3 separate regions of the Mus musculus genome follow, and regions 2 and 3 are each linked to region 1. Evidence: chromatin contacts called from public ChIA-PET and HiChIP or PLAC-seq data. All regions are on one chromosome and are shown on one strand. The core of a region is the stretch at or near the end of the contact, and the rest is flanking DNA. Distances in the headings are between cores, read along the strand shown. Region 1 has its middle 14 kb from the start of Slc4a8. Region 2 overlaps Dip2b (disco interacting protein 2 homolog B). Region 3 has its middle 18 kb from the start of Gm52200.

Evidence for each region. ChIA-PET counts read pairs in DNA pulled down with a chosen protein or histone mark. HiChIP or PLAC-seq counts read pairs in DNA pulled down with a chosen protein or histone mark.
Region 2: a contact with region 1 is called in an RNA polymerase II ChIA-PET map of memory CD8 T cells, with 20 read pairs. The contact joins two enhancer-like sites.
Region 3: a contact with region 1 is called in a FOXA1 HiChIP or PLAC-seq map of pancreatic cancer cells. The contact joins two enhancer-like sites. A contact is called at or near these places in 1 of 39 promoter capture datasets (liver), 1 of 484 Hi-C or Micro-C datasets (pro-B cells) and 1 of 115 datasets of contacts at active chromatin or transcription factors (pancreatic cancer cells).

Annotation. Positions count from the first base shown.
Region 1 is chr15:100,746,186-100,749,285 of GRCm38.p6, reverse strand. No RefSeq gene overlaps it. Among named protein-coding and RNA genes, the nearest start is that of Slc4a8, 14 kb to the left of the region's middle. Within about 2 kb of position 1,570, at least 111 of the 459 cell types and tissues checked have an H3K27ac peak or open chromatin away from gene starts, as enhancers often do. A contact at or near this core is called in memory CD8 T cells and pancreatic cancer cells, where this site is marked.
Region 2 is chr15:100,178,845-100,181,986 of GRCm38.p6, reverse strand. Dip2b (disco interacting protein 2 homolog B) reads right to left here. Exons shown (of 38, transcript NM_001159361.2): 21 at 551-678. Among named protein-coding and RNA genes, the nearest start is that of Atf1, 47 kb to the left of the region's middle. Within about 2 kb of position 1,561, at least 68 of the 459 cell types and tissues checked have an H3K27ac peak or open chromatin away from gene starts, as enhancers often do. A contact at or near this core is called in memory CD8 T cells, where this site is marked.
Region 3 is chr15:101,335,217-101,338,270 of GRCm38.p6, reverse strand. No RefSeq gene overlaps it. Among named protein-coding and RNA genes, the nearest start is that of Gm52200, 18 kb to the right of the region's middle. Within about 2 kb of position 1,375, at least 94 of the 459 cell types and tissues checked have an H3K27ac peak or open chromatin away from gene starts, as enhancers often do. A contact at or near this core is called in pancreatic cancer cells, where this site is marked.

The DNA.
Region 1 (3,100 bases), core at 321-2,820:
TCTCTCTTTCTTTCTTTTTTTCTTTTTTAAGATTTATTTTATGCACACTGTAGCTGTCCTCAAACACACCAGAAGAGGATTACAGATGGTTGTGAGGCACCATGTGATTGCTGGGAATTGAACTCAGGACCTCTGGAAGAACAGTCAGTGCTCTTAACTGCTGAGCCATCTCTCCAGCCCTAGAACAAGTTCGTATAGAAGAGGTCACTCGTGCTTTGCAAAAGACATGCCCTTTGCAAAGGAGTTTTGATGTAGTTGTGTGTCTCAGGCTTTGCTGTGATAACTGTCAGGAGGAAACTTTTCTCGAAGTATGTCAAAAATAAACCGCTCAGGGTCAGACTCTGGGGCTTTGAACCAGCCCAGGCCATTCTAGGCTGTGCTGAACTAGATTTTCTTCTTGACACTGTTGGATCATTTAGCTGTCAGCCATTTGCAGGGGCACCTCCATCCTCCACCCCCCAGGGACTTAGGCAGCCTCTTGAATGTCCTGGCTCAACCTCTTACAGTAGGCAGCCTCTTGAATGTCCTGGCTCAGCCTCTTACAGTAGGCAGACTCTTGGATGTCCTGGCCCAGCCTCTTATAGTAGGCAGACTCTTGATGTCCTAGCTCAACCTCTTGCTTTCTGTTTTGAAGACCATCTCCGATCACAGCAGAAAAGCCTCCAGCTCTCTGGACTTCCAACTATCATTAAGACTTACCTGGGAATTTGCTTGGTTCACAGCCTAGGACAGCAGGTCATCCTGGCAACATTTCCACACTGGTCCAGTAGTCACCACTCAGCTCCCAAGATCCTTTCCTACGCCCCTGGAAACATCAATCATTCCTGACACATTTCAAAGACGCTTCTGCCTGCTTTCTCTCTTCTGGGCCTGAACTTGAGTGTACATGGCTCTCTTTACTGTTTGTAATCGACTTCTCAAGAGCAATGTTAGTATAGGTGTTATTGTTATTTTTGGTCAGACTCTTTTAGTTCGAAGTGCTAGAAACAAACAAATTTCAACCATTCAATGGAATTCTCATCAAAATGCCAGTGCCAATCTTCTGAGAAATAGAAAAAAGATTCTAAAATGCATAAGCAATGTTGTGTTTTATGAGAGAGAGAGAGAGAGAGAGAGAGAGCGAGAGAGAGCGCCAGGATATGTTTGCTAGAGCTGGGTATGGTGAGGTGGAAGAGGGCGCCTTTGCGGCCCATGCTAAGACATCCCTTCCCCCTGAGGTACCAGATATATAAACAGATATAGTATGGAACAGAGTTTATTTAGGGCATGGGAAGGGGAGTTGAGGAGGGAGGGGAGATAGAGAAAGGCGGGAGGGGGGGTGGAACTGGCCAGGAAGACGTGGAGAGAGGGAGGAGGAGGGTGGGGAGAGAGGGAGAGCGGCAGGGAGAGAAGGGGCAGAGAGTAAGAGAGCTAGGAAGGGGCAAGCAGCCCCATTTATATTGAGCTGTTGCCAGGTAACTGTGGGGCGGAGACTAGAAGGAATGATAACAAGCACCAAAGACAAATAGACACCATAGACGAATGTCCGATGAAAAGGCTGACTCTGGAAGTATGGTCATGTTCTACTACAAAGTAACAAAAACAGCTTGATACGGGAGCCAAAACAGACAGGCAGGCAGTGTTCGCAGGGGTGCTGCTGTAGCAGCCGTTAGTATGACAAACAAGCCATAAAACACTCAGATAAAAGACAACTTCAAAACAAATAACACCAGAAAAAACTGGATATCCACACAGAGAAGACTGAAAACAGTCCCCTCATACTGTACAGAAATCACCCCAAATGGATCAAAGATCTCAGTATAAGAACTTAATCCATTGGGGGTTGGGGGGCGGGGAATAGAGAAAAATACATCCACACATCGGCTTAAGCACTCTTTCTGAAAGGGACGAGCCGGGACGGGGGTGGGACTAGCCGGGACGGGGGTGGGACTAGCCGGGACGGGGGGTGGGACTAGCCGGGACGGGGGTGGGACTAGCCGGGACGGGGGTGGGACTAGCCGGGACTGGGGTGGGACTAGCCGGGACGGGGGTGGGACTAGCCGGGACTGGGGTGGGGTGGGGTGGGGTGGGGGTTAGGTCAGACCCTGAGGGCGGCTCAGTGGTTAAAGTATTTGCCCTGCAATGATAAGCGGCTGAGTTAGATAACCCAGAACCCTGAAGGCTGGAGGAGTGGGAGGAGCCACACTGGTAGCAGGAGCTCAGGAGGCAGACAAGTTCTCTAGTGTTCTTGGTATGTTCCAAGCTAGTGAGAAACCCTGTCTCAAAAATCAAAGTGGACTGTTGGCTGGGTTTTTTTTTTTTTTTTTGCTTTGTTTTTGTTTTTTTGTTTTGTTTTGTTTTAAATACTATTGTGTCCTTTTATCTCTGATTCCCTTCCAAAGTTTATTCCACCCTAATCCCTTACAACACCAAGTAGGAAAGAAAGAAAGTTAGAGGGGAAAGGGAGGGTAGACCTCTTTAGACTACGTCCTGTTTATTAAGGGTGTTGGGTTCCCTGGGGGCAAATCCAATCTTCATCGTCAAAATATCCAGCAGTACCGCAATCCAGCAACAGCAAACACCACAGCAAATGCAGCAGCAGGGGCAGCAGCTGCTGCCACAGGGCCTCTCAGGTCTCCCATTTATAGCCTCTCCAGAGTCCCCAGAGTTAAACTAGCTGAAGCTAGTGTATGCCCCGCCAGTGCATGACGCAAATGACAATCACCTGCTGCGAAGCAGCCTCTTATCCCACACCTGAGAGTAAAACAAAAACATACTCACACAACATAACTGAGTTTTTAAAGAAACCAAAATTCTCACTGCCTTTCCCCATTTTAATCTTAAAAAATGACATTTTCTCTAATATTAATAGACTATTAATATAAACAAATTATGAGAACTGTCAAGTAAGAATTATATTTACAATCTCCTGTTCATATGTATTTGGTAACCTTGGAGAAGGCACTCCACTATCAGTCCTTTCCCGGTGAGCCCAAAGTTTTGCACGTAAATCACTGTCTTGCATTTAACACCTTTAAAACATCTTTTTAGGCCCTAAAACATTTTCTTAACTCCTAAACAACTTAGGCTTAACTGTGAGATGTTACTATCTAGTCTTCAA
Region 2 (3,142 bases), core at 312-2,811, 570 kb after region 1:
CTTCGTACATAACTACGGTCAGGACAGGAGGGAGAAGGTGGCATAGGCTCCAAGCACAGCATACATGTGTATGAAGGTGCTCTTGTGTAAAAACAAAGTGGAAATCATCCTAACAGACACCGTCTACAACTGCTGGGCTCGCTTTCCTTGCATTAGTAAGCACAGGAGAAGGCCTGCCCTTGTTTACAGAACCTACAATTCCAGCACTTAGCTGCCATGTCAGTCTCCACATAGAAAACACAACACTTCAGTTAGAAATGAGAGAAAGATTCTTAGGTCTGCTCTCGCAGAGTGGCAGCCACCTATATTGGCCTGGACAGCACAATCTCTGAAGAAGGTCATGTTTTTTATCTTGGAATTCTCCTCAGTCTTCAGAATCAACAATCATTGACAGACTCTGAGACTGCTCACATTTCATGCCTCAGCTGCAGGACGGGTATTTAAAGCTGGGCTTTGTCACTCTAAGCTAGACCAGCCCAAGCACCTGGAAGAACCACAGAGCGCAGCTCAGATCACCCCAGAGTGGTGACACGGATCTCAGAGCACTCACCTTCCTCGATAGACGGTCTTTATGGACTCCACAGCCAATCCAGTAGCAACAATGTCATCGGCGTTATGTCTTCGGCCGCTGACCATGAGTAATCCATCCATTTTTCCAACCACGAACACCAAGCTACCCTGAAAGTTAGCAATGATTCACCTTCATTTCCATAGTTTAAAGGGTAAAACAGACACCTTACATTTCCTGTTTTCATGAAAATGTCACTAAACAAAACCAAACCAAACACTAAGAAACGTACCTGTGAAACATGTACACAGTTCAACTCCCAACACCACAAAAAACGTGTTTATACGAAAGAAAATAATGTCATAGTTTATGGGATTTATTATTATTTTTCTTTAGAATTAGTAAAAAAGCACATCTTAAAGCCACCAAGTCTTTAAAAGGCTCGATCTGTGTGCATGTGTGTGGGCACAGGCAGGCCACTGCCCGCTGTGACTCAGAGGACAACTTGCAGGAACTGTCCTCTCCTTCCACCCAATGGGTCCCAGGGACGCCTCTACCTGCTGAGCATCTGGCTAGCACCCACTGAGGTCTTACCGTCTATAAGAGATTAATCCGTTCCTATTTATTCTTAGGGGAAATCTCACTCTCACAGGGGAGAAACTGTGCTCACACACAGAGTTCCCTTTTCCAGCCACAGGTGTGCATTAGCTCTTCTGTAGTTGGCACAGGGTGAATACCAGGGAGAGAAATGTTACTTTATTGCTCCTGGAGCTAGAGAGAGCCAACGGTTTTAGTGTGTGAATAGTTGCTTTGAGCTCGCAAGGGTAACACTGTCTCCATTGGCAAGATCAGAAACACATACCCAAGAAGGTCTAAGAACCCTGCAGATTTTTGGACAACAGAGCAGCAGGCCCCTGGGTCCATTGGCCCTTCGCATGTCCTCTCGAGTTGGCAGTTACCTCCACAAGCATGTCACTCTTGCTGAGCACAGTGTAGTGCCACACAATGACTGGGCTAAGCCAGAAAAACAGAATGTCAATGCACAGGAAGCTGCTGGTCTACCCACAGTGCCAGAGGAAGCCAGCCAACTCCACAACGCCAGAGCCAGAGGGGACACACTTCTAACAGTCTGCTGGTGGTAAATGGAGAGAGAGGCGGCTAAGGGAATGTCCTGGTCCTGCAGAGGACATGAGTGTGGCTGCCAGCACAAAGTCTGGTGGCTCACAGCTCCTTTAACTCCAACACTGCTATGCATGTAGACTTGCATATACATTTAACATAATAGAAACAAATCCTTAAAAAAGAGAGAGAGAAGGGATGCCTGCTTCTCCAAATCTTTCACAGTGAGGCTGTTTAGCTGACATGGTATTTCCATCTTCATCTTCCTTGCAGCTAGATCTGACCATGGGACTGGTTCAGGCCAGACACAACCAGACCCTTTACATGGGGTTCAGGGGATCATTCATAGAGAGCGGACAACAGTCTATCTGTTTCAGACTGACGGTTGGAGCTGGGTCCTGGACCTCAATAGCAGTGCAGCAAGCTCGCTCAAGATTTGGGCTCTTGAGACAGCTGAAGCTGCACTGCAGTGTTAAGGGCTCAGTGTCACATGCTCTTACATGAGCTGAGCGCTAGGAGGAGGAAGAGGAGAAGGAGGAGGAGGAGATGGGCAGGAAGGAGCCATCGACAGATGGAGGGTATGAGTTGACAGGATAGTGACTACCCCATGGCTCGCCACTGCCCTACCCACTGGCCATCAGAGCCTGGCTCTCTGCTGCCTTTGTGTCCTGCTCAGGCTCAGTATGTGCCTTGAGAACAGGCTTTTGGGTCCTTGTCTCTCTAGACCACTACCATGAATAACACTTGCCAGGTAACGAACTGTTTTCTAAGAATTTACAATGACCCAGGGTGGGCACTGCTGAGAATCCTTAAGAAAACACTCTCATGCCCGGCGTGGTGGCACACACCTTTAATCCCAGCACTCAGGAGGCAGAGGCAGGCGGATTTCTGAGTTCGAGTCCAGCCTGGTTTACAAAGTGAGTTCCAGGACAGCCAGGGCTACACAGAGAAACTCTGTCTCGAAAAACCAAAAAAAAAAAAAAAAAAAAAAGAAAAGAAAAGAAAACACTCTCAGCTAATGGATGGATCACAGGGCTCCCAATGGAGGAGCTAGAGAAAGTAGCCAAGGAGCTAAAGGGATCTGCAACCCTATAGGTGGAACAACATTATGAACTAACCAGTACCCCGGAGCTCTTGACTCTAGCTGCATATGTATCAAAAGATGGCCTAGTCGGCCATCACTGGAAAGAGAGGCCCATTGGACACGCAAACTTTATATGCCCCAGTACAGGGGAACGCCAGGGCCAAAAAGGGGGAGTGGGGGTGGGTGGGTATGGGGGACTTTTGGTATAGCATTGGAAATGTAAATGAGCTAAATACCTAATAAAAAATGGAAAAAAAAAAAAAGAAAAAGAAAACACTCTCTACATTCGCCACTCAGTTTCCCTTGGCTACGAAGTAACCTTCCCCCCTCCCTCCTCTTAACTTCTCAGAGCATGTTAACATAAATCAAGAAAAGTAGTAAGAATAAGTGAAATGTTTAAAAATATAGGATACATATGAAGCCTTAGTCTG
Region 3 (3,054 bases), core at 126-2,625, 590 kb before region 1:
CAAAGCTCTGGGGTCCAAGCACATATCCTCCCAATACCCTATGGCCTATGGCAGAGGAAAGGAGTTCTTTGTCCTGTGTCAAGAGGAAAAGGACCATGGTTCATGTGCTGACACAGAGCCACAGAGCCATCAAGCCAGTCACAAGGTCTATGGGGCTTCAAGGCCACCCCCTGGAGGCTTTATATCAGTCACAACACTCCCAACACACCAGGTCCCAAATGACTTGTCGGAGACCCTCCCCTAATGCTCTGACAGGCATGATGGCATGCCCAGCACCTCTTCATCTGTCCTCTGAAGTAAACGGACCACAAGATAGCCAGTACTACCCTCATTGGTCCATCTCCCTCTATAAATGAGCAAGGCCACCTCACCTTAACTGGGCAACCTCACCTTAACTCTAGGGCACAGCCCTCCTTCGAGGGGTGACATCCCAGAACCATGAGTGTACCCTGCCTGCTCATCTTAAGAGAGAATCTGAAGGCCAGGCAGAGAAAGGGCCTAAGCCACACAGCTTAGAAGCAGTAGAAGCAGGCTGACCAAACCCCATTAGCAGACAAAGGTAGACCTCTCCCTCTGAGCTTTGTTAAGTACACTGCCCAGCTGGTGAAATGGGAGAAAAATGGGGAGAGGGGCCATGTACCCTAAATTCATGGAACTCCCTCTCCTGGAAGGAGCAGCTCTCCAGGGCCAACCTGAGAAATAACAGAGTCCCTTCTGGAACTTCCCAGCAGGTTGGTGGATCAGGGGGAAGCATTATCGCAGCCAGCCATGGATCTGGGTAATGACATTACACCTGCCTACCATGGGAGACAGAAATAGGGAACAGTACTGGCACAGGATCTAGTTCAGGCCCCTACCTGGAGGAACTCCAGCCTCAGTTTACCCAGCTGTCAAATGAAGATAACATTTGTGCTCCCCTCTGGCCACCACACTATGCTACCTAAGATTGCTCTTTAGTTTGAGTCTCTACCTCCAAAGGCCTGGTGGGTGCCTGCCCATAGCCACTCTGGCTCAGCCCTGCAGGCCAAGAGCAGAGAAAAGCAGGGGCCTGGGTAAGCATTCCTCAGGCCCCTCTAGCCTGCTCCCAGCTTCCTTTTAGAGCCTCCAGATAGGAAAGGCCAGACCAGCTTACCAGCACAGACCAAGGTTTCTGTTTCAATACAGTCCAGTTCTCTACCCCCAGCCTGAAAACCACAGCCCACGGAAGGAAGGAGGATTAAGACACTACGAAAGGACCCTTTGTAAGGAGCTGAGCATGGACGGAAGCACAGACAAGCCTTTTTTCTCCTGATTAGCACAACCGCAGCCAGGATCGTGACCCTCTTAACAGGAAGAAACTGAGGCCGGAAATATGGGAGGCTTCAAAAGCAGTAAGGGCATGACTCATGCCTCCAGGATTCCTTCCCATAGAGAAGCCACCAACTAAAACAGTGAGCCAGAGACCCTGACAGAGTCGGGGTGCTAAGCCTCAGGTACCCCTGTGGGGGCATGGCAGAGGGCAGGTCCCGGGGCGGAGCTTGCAACCTCTGTTCCTGTAGACACCTGGTATCCACCTGCGGTGGTCCGCGTGCCTGGGCAGGGAGGCTGCTCAGGGCGGCCCAGACTGGGCAAGATGGGACGGGACAGGACGGGACTGGACGCGACGCGGGCGGTGCCGCCACATCTGAGCACAGCATTCCAGGGCACCGCGCCCGGGACAAGGAAGGAGCTTCCCAAAGCTGAAATGGAACCTCCCCTTGCAGGCTGCTATGGACCTGAGAGTCTCAGCACAAGAAGGAGGATGCTACCTGTACCCCAGTCCCAGAGAGCCTCCCCTGGTCCCACCACCCTCATCAATCACTCATTAGACAGTTCCTGCTGGTCGGGAGGTGGGAAGGATGAATACAGGAGCTTACAAAGGCATTCCTTGACCTCTACCCTCTTACCTGCCAAGGTTCTTAGTCTCCACCCTCACTGCCCCCTACTCACCCACCACACTAGCCACGATGTCTCCACTACCCTACTATGGCTCAGGGAAACCTTTTGCCCAGGAGGCGGCCAGTACTGATCCCTGACCCTCATCCACTTCAAACTCACTAGTGAGGCTCCTCCTTCCCCCACCCTCACACACAACCCTGACAGGTCTTCCCCATAGGTCCTTTGGGTCCTGGCCCTAGACCCTCCAACACCTCTCAGATAAGCAGATCCAAACTCTGTGTGAACAAAGAGAACTTTATAAGCGATCAGCCAGCACCTCAGCCCTGGGCCTTCCCAGTTTCCCATTCACACACACAGAGGTCTACATATTCTCCCATGCATGTGTGCATGGATACACACATACACACACACACACACACACACACCCTTGATATCCCCCAATCCTGTGGCCTTGGTTCTCATGGGTTTCTTACCCCCATCCCCCATCCCTCTACCCCACCCACCCTTCCACCCCCACCTCCCACCCAACCCCCGACATCTGGCAACTGTATTTCAAAATGCTGAGCAATCTAGGCCAGCAAGATGGAGCCTCAAGTCCTAAAGCCCATGGTGGGAGGAAAAAACAACTCCCAAAATGTATCTCCTGAGCTACATACACACACACACTAACAATAACAACAATGATAAATATAATAGAAATCTTTTAATTTAAAAAAGGGAGAGGCTGGGCTGGAGAGATGGCTCAGTGGTTAAGAGCACTGAGTGCTCTTCCGAAGGTCCTGAGTTCAAGTCCCAGCAACCACATGGTGGCTCACAACCATTCGTAATGGGATCTGATGCCCTCTTCTGGTGTGTCTGAAGACAGCTACAGTGTACTTAGATATAATAATAAATAAATAAATCTCTTTTTTTAAGTGGGGAGGAGCTGGAGAGGTACCTCAATGGTTAAAAACATTTGTTGCTCTTACAGAAGACCCATGCCTGGCTCCCAACACCCATATGGTGGCTCATAACTAACTTTAGTTCCAAGGGACTCAAGGTCCTCTTCTGACTTTCATGGGCACTAGCCACACACACGGTGTACATACCTACTACAGGCAAAGCATTCATACAAGCCAATCTTTTTTTTTTTTTAAG